Linked DNA regions of Capra hircus: region 2 is linked to region 1. Evidence: chromatin contacts called from public Hi-C data. All regions are on one chromosome and are shown on one strand. The core of a region is the stretch at or near the end of the contact, and the rest is flanking DNA. Distances in the headings are between cores, read along the strand shown.

What was found. A called contact is a pair of places that touch in the nucleus more often than the background predicts.
Region 2: a contact with region 1 is called in a Hi-C map of blood, with 2.6 times the contacts expected there. The contact joins the promoter of GGCT here to the enhancer-like site in region 1. A contact is called at or near these places in 2 of 5 Hi-C or Micro-C datasets (both in blood).

Annotation. Positions count from the first base shown.
Region 1 is chr4:54,170,288-54,176,571 of ARS1.2, reverse strand. No RefSeq gene overlaps it. Among named protein-coding and RNA genes, the nearest start is that of ZNRF2, 13 kb to the left of the region's middle. Within about 2 kb of position 4,456, at least 3 of the 5 cell types and tissues checked have an H3K27ac peak or open chromatin away from gene starts, as enhancers often do.
Region 2 is chr4:54,436,813-54,443,290 of ARS1.2, reverse strand. It overlaps GGCT (gamma-glutamylcyclotransferase), which reads left to right and starts at 3,637. Exons shown (of 4, transcript XM_005679249.3): 1 at 3,637-4,036. The coding sequence starts at 3,896.

The DNA.
Region 1 (6,284 bases), core at 3,207-5,706:
TTAAATAGTATTATAAGACATTTTCCCTAACCATCTCCTCCCCTAGCCCAAAAAGTAGCCAAAAGCCCCAATGAAAGCAAGCCCCTTATTTTAAGCCTAGATTGCATAAGCTTCCCAAATACAGAACTCTGTTTTATTTTTAACTCCCTACAGTGCCTGCTTCTGAGACACTCTGCACACGAGAGACATTAGCATCCGCCGTGGATCACGACAGGCAGCCGTGACAATACCTGTCCTGAATCTCTCCTGATTTACCAGGCTGTCATCACTGCATTAAGTTTGCATGTGTTCCATTTGCCATCTTCTATGCTTTTCAGCCAGGGAAGTCCATATCTCGGGTGGCCAGTTCCCTTTGGGTCACTGTTGATTGACGTATGCCGCCAGGTTAGGGCAGGTTGGAAGTGGTAAACTCATAATTGCTGGGTGATCTATCCTTGGCAACCAGAGAGAAAACAGAGTAATAAGAGCTACTGCTCAACCTGCCCCACCCTCTGTTTCACAGAAACTAGCTGGGCTCTGGTTGCACTCTCAGGATTCAGGTCTAAACCAGGTAGGTTTTGAAACATAGCCCTGAACTAGGTTGTCCTTGATTCATGGAAACTGCAAAATACCTTGGGACCTGTGCTGGAGATGTCTTCATTCTTTAAGCAAAAGGTGACTGAGCATTTGCAATTGCCAGGCCCTGTGTTTACCAGTGGAGATGCAAAGTTAAACAGGGTCCCTGCCTTGGAAAAACTTACAGCCTAGAGTTAGGGGACATAGATATAAATCATGAGATGATTAGAGTGCAGTGTGATAAATGCATGCAGGAGCCGAGTGCAGGGACAGGGGTTGGGTGAAGGACAGATGAATTCCCAGAAGTGATACTGAACTGAATATTGAGAGTTGGCTTAAGCAGCCACAGGCATTCCAGGCTGAGGGAGCATGAAGCAAGGGAGAGCTCTGAGCATCTGAAGAACAGCAAACAGTTCATTAGAGCTGAAACAAAGAGTGGGAGGCGATGAGACAAGCGACTAGGCTGGAAAAGTAGGTTGAGGCAAAGTTTAACTGGCTTGGTATGCTGGGCTAAGAGGTTGGAATCAATCCAGAAGACAAAAGACAACCACTTTCATAAACAGGTAAGTAGCATGATTGTATATACATTTTAGAAGGATAACTCAAGCAGTATTTTAGAGAGTTTCTTGATAGAGAGGAAAGCACAATGGAAAAGGAAGACAAGTCAGGAGACTGATGTACAATGGATTCAAAAGCTATTAAAAGAGTAGCCACCATAGGTCTTGGAGGCCCATCAGGTGTTGTACATTACTGAGAAAGGACAGTCAAGGATAACAGGTAAGCTTTTGGGTCCCGGGGAGCACTAGATAGGAAAGATCAATTTTGAGAATTAGGGAAATACATTCAGCTCTACAAGGCAGAACAAAACCAGCCTTTAGGTTGTAGCAAGCCATGGAGTTAAGTTTTGTTGGCTTTAGGCATCCAACCCTATACTGAATTTGCACAGGGATACAAACAGCTTTCTCAAAGCCCTGAATTTCATTTAGTGCAATGCTTCTCAGTGCAAGAACCACATCTCCCACTCTCCAGCTCAGTGCTATTCCTGGGATAGACATTCTGAATATGCGGAACCCCAAGGGCAAGGAGAGCTAGTGCTCTGTGCAGTCAGGTTGGAGGATGACCAAATATTAATGCTGGGTGTGGCAAATTTATTTTTCCTCCTTGTTAACATTCCATGAATAAAGGAGATTTAGGCCTTGTTATTTTCCCACACAGTCTACTATGGACAGCAGTTTTCTATCACAGTGAATTAGGCTATTAAAAAGTTCATCACCTCAAAAATTGCATCTTTGCCACTGGACCACCAGGAAGATCTCAGTGACTAAGATACAGTTTTTGAGGTGATGAACTTTTTAATAGGCCAATTCAAGCCCTGGTCAAGGAACTAGACCCCACATGCCGCAACTAACAGTTTGCATGCCACAACTAAAGATCTGACAGGCTGCAACTGATAAAGATCCTGCATGCCACAACAAAGATCAAAGATCATTGTGCCTCAAGTAAGACCCAGCATAGACAGGTACATCAGCAAATAAAAAATACGTATCTAAAAATTGCATCTTATATTGTTGTACTTAAAATAATGACTGTGATAGGCAGGGAAATGGCCACCTAACGGGGTCTATGCCTTTATCTATGGTACTTGTGAATATATTACCTTACATGGCAAGAGGGACTTTGCAGGTATAAATAAATGAAGGGAGAGATTAAATGAGATAGGGAGATTGTATGATCTGAATGGGCCCAATTTAATTTCAAGGTTCCCAGAATTGAAAGAGACACGTGTACCCCAATGTTCATCGCAGCACTGTTTATAATAACCAGGACATGGAAGCAATCTAGATGTCCATCGGCAGACAAAAGGATAAGAAACCTGTGGTACATATACACAATGGAGTATTACTCAGCCATTAAAAAGAATACATTTGAATCAGTTCTAATGAGGTGGATGAAACTGGAGCCTATTATACAGAGTGAAGTAAGCCAGAAAGAAAAACACCAGTACAGTATACTGATGCGTATATATGGAATTTAGAAAGATCGTAACAATGACCCTATATACGAGACAGAAAAAGAGACACAGATGTAAAGAAGAGATTTTTGGACTCTGTGGGAGAAGGCGAGGGAGGGATGATCTGAAAGAAGAGTATTGAAACGTGTATATTATCATATGTGAAACAGATCGCCAGTCCAGGTTCAGTGCATGAGACAGGGGGCTCAAGGCTGGTGCACTGGGATGACCCAGAGGGATGGGATGCGGAGGAAGGTGGGAGGGGGTTTCAGGATGGGGAACACATGTACACCTATGGCTGATTCGTGTCAATGTATGGCAAAAAACACTACAATATTGTAATTAGCCTTCAATTAAATAAATTTTTAAAAATAATAATTTCAAGGTTCCTTATAGATGAAACAGGGAGGAGGAGAGGAGAGGCACTAGATATCAGTGTGGATTTTCCCGACCACCACTCTCTCTGCTCTCCAGGAGATATACCAGACAGCATCCTGGGTCCTTCCCCAAGTCCTGGCAAACACAGGGCTATTTTCAGAACTGTAATTTCACCAAATATATACTTACATATTTTGACCTTTCAAAATGATACATGCAAGAAGAGTGATACAGTGCAAGAAGAACTCAGTGGGCCATTGCTAAAGACAGGGGGCTACAAGCCAAGGAATGCTGGTAGCTTCTCGAAGCTGGAAAAGGCAAGGAAATGGATTCTCTCGAGATCCTTCAAGAGGAACACAGTCCCACCAACATTTCGGTTTTAATCAGTACAACCCATTTCAGATTTCTGACCTCTAATACTGCAAGATAGTAAATTTGTATTGTTTTTAGGCAATTGTTTGTGGTAATTTGTTACAGCAGCCAAGTGTGTTAGTCAGTTGTGTCGGACCTTTTGCCAGGGTCCTCTGTCCATGGAATTCTCTAGGCAAGAATACTGGAGTGGGTTGCCATTTCCTTCTCCAACAGCAGCCATAGGAAACGAATATATTGATTGTTCTTTAAGACTTCAGAAGCTCCCTGATGACAAACTGCATTTAAAAAAAAAAATCTAATAACCATGGCCAATGAAATTCTTATGTAGCTAGTCATACATATCTTTTTTTTGGCTTCCTGCCCTATTCGTGAGTCATGGGAGCATAAGATGCTTGATTTCCTGAAGCTAGGTATTACAAGTATCTGAGATCGCACGCTGCTTTTGAAAGACCCTAAGTGGAACACAGCTGGGACTTCCTATCACCTGCCTCAAAACAGCGTGTCTTCCAAATGCAAGCACTGAGATTAGGTCATAGCATTAAAAAGAACAGTCTTTGGTTCAGGGTTTCTGTGTTTTACAAGAGCTCTGAAAAGTCAAAATATGTAAGTATATAATATATTTGGTGAAATTACAGTTCTGAAAATAGCCCTGTGTTTGCTAGGACTTGGGTAAGGACCCAGGATCTGGTGCATCTCCTGCAGAGGCGGTCGGGAAAGCCCACACTGACATCTAGTGATCCAAAACTGCACTGCTAAAGGCTCCAAACCTGAAACAGTTGGCGTCAACCGGTTCCTCGTTTTCGTTTTCGATGCTCTTACCCTCCTAGACGGCTCAGGACTCGGCGTTGACCAGGAGACTGACCAGGTGACGTCAGCGGTCGTGGGCGGGGCCAAGGCGGGTCAGGCTCCTTTACGCTGTGTGTGTGTGTGTGTGTGTGTGTGTGTGTGTGTGTGTGTGTGTGCGCGCGCGCGCGCGTGTGTACAAAGTTCAGCCGTCTAAGAATTTTGCATTTTGTTTTGAGAAATAATCATTTCTGCGCTCTATTAAGCTACAAATTTTACTTCTAAAAGCCTTTCGGTGCTTCTGGTGACCAGACCCTTTAGTGCCAAATCAGTTTAAGAGCATTTACGTTTTCAAGGTACACAAAGCAATCGCTTCGGCTGTGATATCCGGAGCAAGGAATAATCTGCGCCAGGGAAGCACAAGTGCAGCAAGTACATGCCTTTTTTCGCCCCTGGAACTTTATCTGCCTTTGATCTTCGTCAGCTATATAGCCTAAAGCACAGAAGAAATGGCAAAGAATGCCCCTTACATTTCACTTTTTTCTCCGGATGCACATGGTGAAAATAAGTCAACAGAGTTACGATTTCTATGTTTCCTTACTGCGGGCAAAATTAGAAGCAAGACTGGGTTTTGAAGGCTGTTGCAGTAACTCAAGTACAAAATGATGAGGGCTGCACAATCATGTGAATACACTCAACTGCCACTGAGCTGTACACTTAAAGATGCTTTGAATAAAGAAGGTCCTACTGTATAGCACAGAGAACTATAATCATTATCCTTAAATAGTAATGAAAAAAAGTATGAAAAAGAATATATGTATGTGTAACTGAATCACTTTGCTGTTTGCTGTATAGCGGAAATTAACAACATTGTAAATCAATGATACTTAAAATAAAATTATTTTAACGATTAAAATTTTTGTTATGTATATTTTACCACCAGAAAAAAAAAAAAATTAGTAAGAGGCTGACCGGCATCAGAAACAGTGGGAAAGGAAGAGTCTACAGGGCTAATGAAATGATTGGGTGGAGATTTGTTTTCATTCCATGGGCAGATTGTGAACAAATAATAAACTCTAGAAGATTAATGCCAAAGAACACTCTTCCAACTGTCTGAAACAGTGTGGAAGAACCTCATCAGATTTTACAATGAAGTGTGTTTTTTCCATACATTTAGAACATTTTCTTTTATGGCATAAAATACCAAGCTTCAAGCAAATCATACAGATGGGAAAATAAAATGTGCTACACTAAAAGCACAGAGATTTAGCACAGAAAGGGCAAAAAGAAAACACACACACACATACACACACAAACACTTCATGAGGGATCTCTGATTCAGTTTTGAGTGTCAGAAGTAAGAAAGAGATAAAAAACATTTCCAGAATTGAGTTCTTTGTAAGCCAAGCAAAAACAAAAACGATATTTAAATAGGAGGAACTTCAGACATGACTTGCGCAAAGAGCAGATTCACAGGTTTGGAAATGACAATTTGTTACTTTTTAAAATTTGTAACATATTGAAATTATGATTCATTGGCATTCCAGGGAGGAATTATGAGAGATCTGGAATTTCTTCAGTAAAATGCAACATTTCTATTAACATTCAGATGTACATCTACAGAGTTTCTCTAGTATGTCTTTTAACACACGTCATCAGTTCAGTTGAGTTCAGTCGCTCAGTCGTGACCGCCTCTTCGCAACCCCATGAACCGTAGCACTCCAGGCCTCCCTGTCCATCACCAACTCTCGGAGTTCACCCAAACCCATGTCCATTGAGTTGGTAATGCCATCCTCTGTCGTCGCCTTCTCCTCCTGCCTTCAATCTTTCCCAGCATCAGGGTCTTTTCAAATGAGTCAGCTCTTCGCATGAGGTGGCCAAAGGATTGGAGTTTCAACTTCAACATCAGTCCTTCCAGACTGATCTCCTTTAGGATGGACTGGTTGGATCTCATTGCAGTCCAAGGGACTCTCAAGAGCCTTCTCCAACACCACAGTTCAAAAGCATCAATTCTTCAGCGCTCAGCTTTCTTTGTGGTCCAACTCTCACATCCTTACATGACCACTGGAAAAACCATAGCCTTGACTAGACGGACCTTTGTTGACAAAGTAATGTCTCTGCTTTTTAATATGCTATCTAGGTTGGTCATAACTTTCCTTCTAAGGAGTAAGGTCTTTTAAGACAC
Region 2 (6,478 bases), core at 2,388-4,887, 270 kb before region 1:
TAGTAATTTCTGCATAGGGCCCTTTTCAGGATTAAATGTAAAAGTTTAAACTGGCATACAATAAGCACTCAGTGAATGTTAACTAATATTAACCAGGCTTTGGTTAAATTTGGGGTTTTAAAAGTGTGCTTTGCTTTTTAAAAAAGTTTTTTAAAAATTACATTTTTTACTTTAAAAAATTACTTTAAAGTTTTCAATGAAGTATGGTTGATTTACAATGCTGGGTTAGTTTCAGGCGTACAGCAAAGTGATTCAGTCACTGATTCTTTTTCAGATTCTTATAGATTATTATAAAATATTGAGTATAGTTTTCTATGCTATACAGTGTCTTCTTATTGGTTATCTATTTTGGTTAAATCTGAGGGACTTCCCTGGCAGCCCAGGGATTAAGATTTTGTGCTTCTAATGCAGGGGGAACAGTTTCCATCCCTGGGTGGAGAACTAAGACCCCCTGTGCTGCACGGCCACAAAATAGATAAATAAATGGGAGAAAACAACCCCCCCTTGCTACCTACTGCCTCTTGTTGGCCAACAGGGGTCAGTACATGGCAATCTACATGGGGAAGCTAAATAAAATGCTTCATTGGGGCAAGAAAAGATTTTCAGTGTCTGAGGAAACATCTATGTTTAACTTCAGAAAATTTTCACAAACTGGTGTTGCAAAAAATCAGTCACGATAAAATTAAGCACTTAGAAGTATAGAAAGAAAAAAGTCAAAATACTTTAAAAAGTAATTAAATCGTAAATATATTTCAAATGTTTAAAAGCAGTTTAAAATGCAGAAGGATGTTTTAAATGGTAGTACTCTGCAGCAGAGACCTTGGGAATTCATGGTGCAGTAGGGCACGATCTTGCCAAGAAAAGCAACTTGCTTACCGAAATGACCAAATATGTATGCCAAGTTCTGCTGCCTTCATGTTTGGGGTGGGGGCAGGAGAGAGCATGAACCTTCCTATTTGCAGACTATATAACAGTAAAGTTCATTATTGAATGCTCACTATATCAAGTGTTTTACTTACATCACCATTTTTTTCTTTACTTTTCAACATGAAAATATTCAAATATATAGAAAATTATAAAATAAGCATCCATATACACACAGTTTAACGTTTAACAGTTTCCTTATTTTAATTTTTCTGAATTATTTTAAATACAGATAGCAAAATACACCAATTTTGCTCCTAAATACACCAATATATTATCTTAAAAGAGAAGTTTTTCTAAATAAACACAATGCCATTGTATGCATGCATGCTCAGTCGTGGTGACTCTTTTCGACCCTATTGACTATAGCCTGCAAGGCTCCTCTGTTCGTGGGATTTTTCCAGGCAAGAATACTGGAGTGGATTGCCATTCCCTCCTCCTGGGGATCTTTCCCACACAGGGATCGAACCTGTGTCTCCCGCGTTTCCTGCATTGGCAGGCAGATTCTTTACCACTGAGCCACCTGGGAAGCCCAGAATACTGTTAAAAAACAAAACAAAACAAACACCAAAACTATCTAGTATCATCTAATGCTTTAGTCTCTATTCAAATTCTCCAATTGTCACAAAATATCTTTTATACCAGAACCAAGGACAAGCCATTGTATTATGTTTCTTAGGCTTCTTTTTATCTAAAACAGCCCTCCCTCAGTATTGCCTCTCTCCTTTTTTCTTTTCTTTTTCTTTTTTTAAAGGCACTGAGTTAATTTAAGAGACTGAGCCATTTGTTCTACAGGATGTCTCACCACTTGCTCTGGATTTTTTCTGATTGTTTGCTTCTATCCTTCATCCTTGCAGTTCCTGCTTGATTACTCTGAAGTTAAAGATTTTTGGAAACAGTGATTCACAAATGATGCTGGTGCTTCATATTATATCACATAAGGAGACGCATAATGTCAGGTTGGTCTAATTTTAGTGATGATAAAATTGACCTAGGTTAAGTTGGGAAGGGACCGGATTTCTCCACTGTCTTTATGGATTTCCCCTGATAACTGGCACATGATCCCTGGCTCTATGTGAATATCCTGTTTCCTATCACACTTTTACCTGTTGGTCTCATGATCCTGGTATGAATTAATCATTTCAGTAGGGACTGCAAAATGGTGAATTTCTAATTCTATCCTTCATTTTACATTATTTAGCTGGCATACTTTTGTAAAGGGAACTGTTTCCTCACCAACTGGGGCCATTTGGTTACCCTGAAATACATCTGCAACTAGAAAAGCAGGCTAAATGTTTGTTTTCTTAAATTACCAGTTTTCAGAGTAAAGAGTTGGTATAAAAGTCACTACCAGTAGTATGGTAGACAAAGTTTTTTAAAGTTTTTTTTTTTTTTTTTTTTTTAAGATTTGTTTACTCTTGTGGGGATTTAGTTTTATGTTTGACATTTTAAATCAACTGCAGTTATTTGTGATGCTTAAATCATTCTAACTTTAGCCAGTGGGTGTTCCTTCAAGTTGGCTTCTGTGTCCTTTTCAAAGAACTTTATTTTTTAATACCTCTTGATTTTCTGTCACAAGACGTTCTGAGTGCTCCTCTTGACCCAGCATCAGCCATTTCTCCAAGGAACCCTGGTACCTTTTAGTGGAAAAGTGGTATTTAAAAATCAAATTCTGGGTGCCAAGGATAGTTCATATTAATTTTCATTTCAAAGTTAACAATATAGAGTTTTAATGTCATTGTTATTATATTTACATGGGAGCTTTTACCCTAATAACATTAACAAAATTACTTTTAATATTTATATCAACCCTATGAGATAGGGGATCATATCTTACGTTTATAACTTGTGATCATAATTTATGTTACAATCTCTATTTTAAAAGGAGACACCAGAGACAAGAGGTTCAGTTCAGTTGCTCAGTCGTGTCCGACTCTTTGCGACCCCATGGACTGCAGCGTGCCAGGCTTCCCTGTCCATCACCAACTCCTCGAGCCTGCTCAAACTCATGTTCATCGTTACACGTCCAGTAAACAGCACATCCAAGTAAACAGCAAGTAAACGTTACACGTGCGAGGTTACACGTCCAGAAAACAGCAGCGTCGGGCTTTGAGGCCCTCATGCAACTTCCATCAGGGGAGACCCTCACTCTCAGAGGAGCTTTCCCAGGAGGCCAAGGGTCCTTAGAAAAGGTAATCAGGTAGATAATCAGGCCTGCTGTTCAAACTCGCGCGTCTGAATTCTTTGCGAGCCCATGGACTGCAGCACACCAGGCTTCCCTGTCCTTCACTATCTCCCGGGGTTTGCTCTAGTGCGAGGTCTTATCCACCAAGCCCTCTGATCAGCGCTAGGGTGCAGAACCAGCGAGTGGTGTGAACAGACCCCCTCCTCATTCCTCCAAACCCAAAGGGCGGGACCGGGCGAGCTGCCGGCAGAGGGACCGTCGGGTGCATGGTCCGAGCCGCTGTTTCACTGTAAATGGATCCCAAAGCTGCCTAAAGAGTATACACTGTCAGGGAACCACGCACGCATCACCCAACGTGGAGAAAATCCAAATGGGACCTGTGAGCAGCTCGGCAGAGGACCTGACCCGCCCCTTCATAGAGCCCCGCCCACCTGCCAATCAGAGGGAGCCTTGAACAGGGGGCGGGACAAAAGAGGAGCAGGTCCAATGAGGAATCAGCCTCCGGTCGCCTCAGGACCGAATATTACAAAGTCCAAGCTGCTAGCCTAGAGGAGGCGGTGGGTTGGCCAATCAGAGCGAGTAACTCACAGCGTTGGGTACTGGCAGCCAGTCAGAAGAGTGCTGGCAGGTGACTCGCACGGCCCCAGCTTCCCGCCTTTCCCCTAACCTCTAAATCTGGGGGCCGGTGGTTCCCGGGTTAAGTTCTTCCGACACGAAGCTGTATTTCTCGTCCTCTCTTTACGCTTGTACTACCGACCCCAGGCCTGTGCAGGCATCTGGTGGGACATGGCGAACTTGGGCTGCGAGGCCCTCCGGAGTCAGGATGGGGAGAGTTTTCTCTACTTCGCCTATGGCAGCAACCTGCTGACGGAGCGGATCCACCTCCGAAACCCCTCCGCCGTGTTCTACAGCGTAGCCCGCTTGCAGGTCAGTGCTCTCCTCCTGGCCCCCGAGATGTCCTCTGCTCTCTCTGCAGACAAAGCGGACAGGATTTTGAGAACTCACTTTCTCAGGGCCGCTCATCGCCAGCGTTGGTCTGGGAATGCAGCTGTCTCTGCTCAAAGTACATCAGGGTTCCCTGCACGACCCTCCCCCCACCCCCTTCCCCCACGGGTCCCTCTCGTCCTCTCTCAGCCCTCTGCTTGATCCCGGCTGCGCTGTGCTTCTCTGGCTCCTGTGCCTCCCAGGCTGCCCTGAGCTCGCCCTCCTGACGTTCTCACCAGCTGCTCATTCTGCCCAGCTCCCGATGCCTCTCCCCTGGCCACTGACTTAGGGACATCATCGCAGAATCCACTTGGTTGGTCCCTCTAAGAAATCTTCTCTCACCCAAGCCAAGGAATCAGTTGCTTTCTGGTCTACATTTGCTCCAGGACTTGTCACCTAGTTTTATAAAAATCCGTTTACCGACCTTTTGCTCTCTACCTGAGGGGTCCTGAAAGCTGGAGCTATGTCTCATTCATAGTAAGGCTGTGCTCACTTAAGTCTAATGGCTGAATGAACCTTCACTTGCCTTGGTAAGAATCATAGCTCTTAGTACAGTACATTTATTCATTTAGTTCATATTCTTCCAGCACTTACCTGGAGATACAAAGATGGCTGAGTAAAGCTAGTAGCTTTCAGGACCTCCCCATCTGTAGGAGAGACAGGCAAACAAATTACCTACAGAGCCTTTTGACATCATTTTACCAGACAGACATGGTCCCTGCTATCATTGGTTGGGTTCTTAGTTGCAAGCAACAGAAGTAGCTGATTTAAGCAGAAAAAGAATGTGTTGAAAGGCTGTTGAACAGCTCACAGAATGACCAGGAAGGTAGGACCATAGAGCTGACAAAACAGGCAGGCATAGAAGGGAAGCTATAAAATAGCCAGTATCGCAGATGGAAACAGCCCAGGAGGCCACTGTTGACTCACCCTTGAGCTTGGTAAACATGGACATTGCGTCATGAATCACTCATTCTGGACCCTGCCTCTACTGTCACTGTATCTGGAAGCTCCTGAAACCCAAATACAGTTCCCACCCCCAGAGTGGAATTTCTGCTCCCCTATGTCACTGACTTCTAATTCAGAACCCTAGGTGGGTGTCCTAGGCTAAATCTTGGCCATATGCCCATGCCCTGACTCCAAGCAAAGCTAGGAGAACCAGTCTCTGGCATTTGAAACTTCAAAAACAGGAGTTGGGCTCTGAGCACTATCTACCCATCAAACTCATACGATAGGGAATTCCCCAAATATGGTAAAGAAGCTTAGATGTTTATAGTTGGGATGCAGCAAAGAACTATCTAACCAATGATATTCAGTCACAGGTATGGTCAGTCTTAAAAGGAGATGAATTGTACCTTGCTCTCAGTTTTGCTCTGAACCTAAAACTGCTCTGAAAAGAGTGAAAAAAAAAAATTTGTTTTAAGGAAGCATTGAAGGTGCTATGGGAGTATGTGACTTAGGGATCTGACCTTACTGGGATGTACAGTAAAGCCATAGCTGAAAATGTAACTTAAGCTGAGATCTGAATGACTGGCGAGGGGAGAAGCAAATGGAACAGCAGGGACGAAAGATTTCAGGAGAGAAAAAAGCTGGGTCTTCTAGCTAGTGTGGCTAGAATTTAATGTGTAAGGAGGATGTAGCATGAAGCGTAGAGAGGCAGGGGAAGGGCCACATGTTACAGGGCCCCAGAGGCCAATGAAGACTTGGATCTTTATCTTGAGAACAACAGTGAGAAGACCTCTGCCAAATTTAAGCAAATAAAATATCAGGTTTACATCTTTGAAAGGTTGTTCTGGTTGCTGTGGAAAGTGCTTTGAAAGGGTCGGGGCAACCTACCAAAAGGGCTTTTGGAAGTGTATGTGGGAGCGCAGTTAGAAAGCTTTTGTAGAGGTCACTACTGGAGTGGTACCTTGGAGTGGTAGCCAGGGCAGGTAGATGGTTTTTTGGGGTGTTGAGGAGAGAACACTGTTAGGCTTTGGTGATTGATTGTGAAATGAAGAGTAGATAATGGGTTTTGATGCAACAGAGTGGATAATAGTGATATTTGGTAAAAAGAAAAAGAGGATTAGTTTCGGAGGGAACATCAAGCTCAGCCTGGGCATACAGTTGGCCCTTGAACAATACCAGGGTTAGTGGTTCCCACCCTTTGCTGAGCTGAAAGTCAGAGAACTGCCATCTCTGCCTCAAAAACAGAGGAATCAATAAATGACTCGCCCAAGGGCAGGAAGTTGAAGAGGTTTGGACAGAATCAGGACTCGGACCCTAGTTCCTTTGACACATATTCGCTATTTCAGTCTCTAGTCGAACACAAACTTTCCCCCATTCTTAGTTACTTTGATGATCTGAAAATTGAAAAAAATTCACAGATAAGTAGACCTGTGCAGTTGA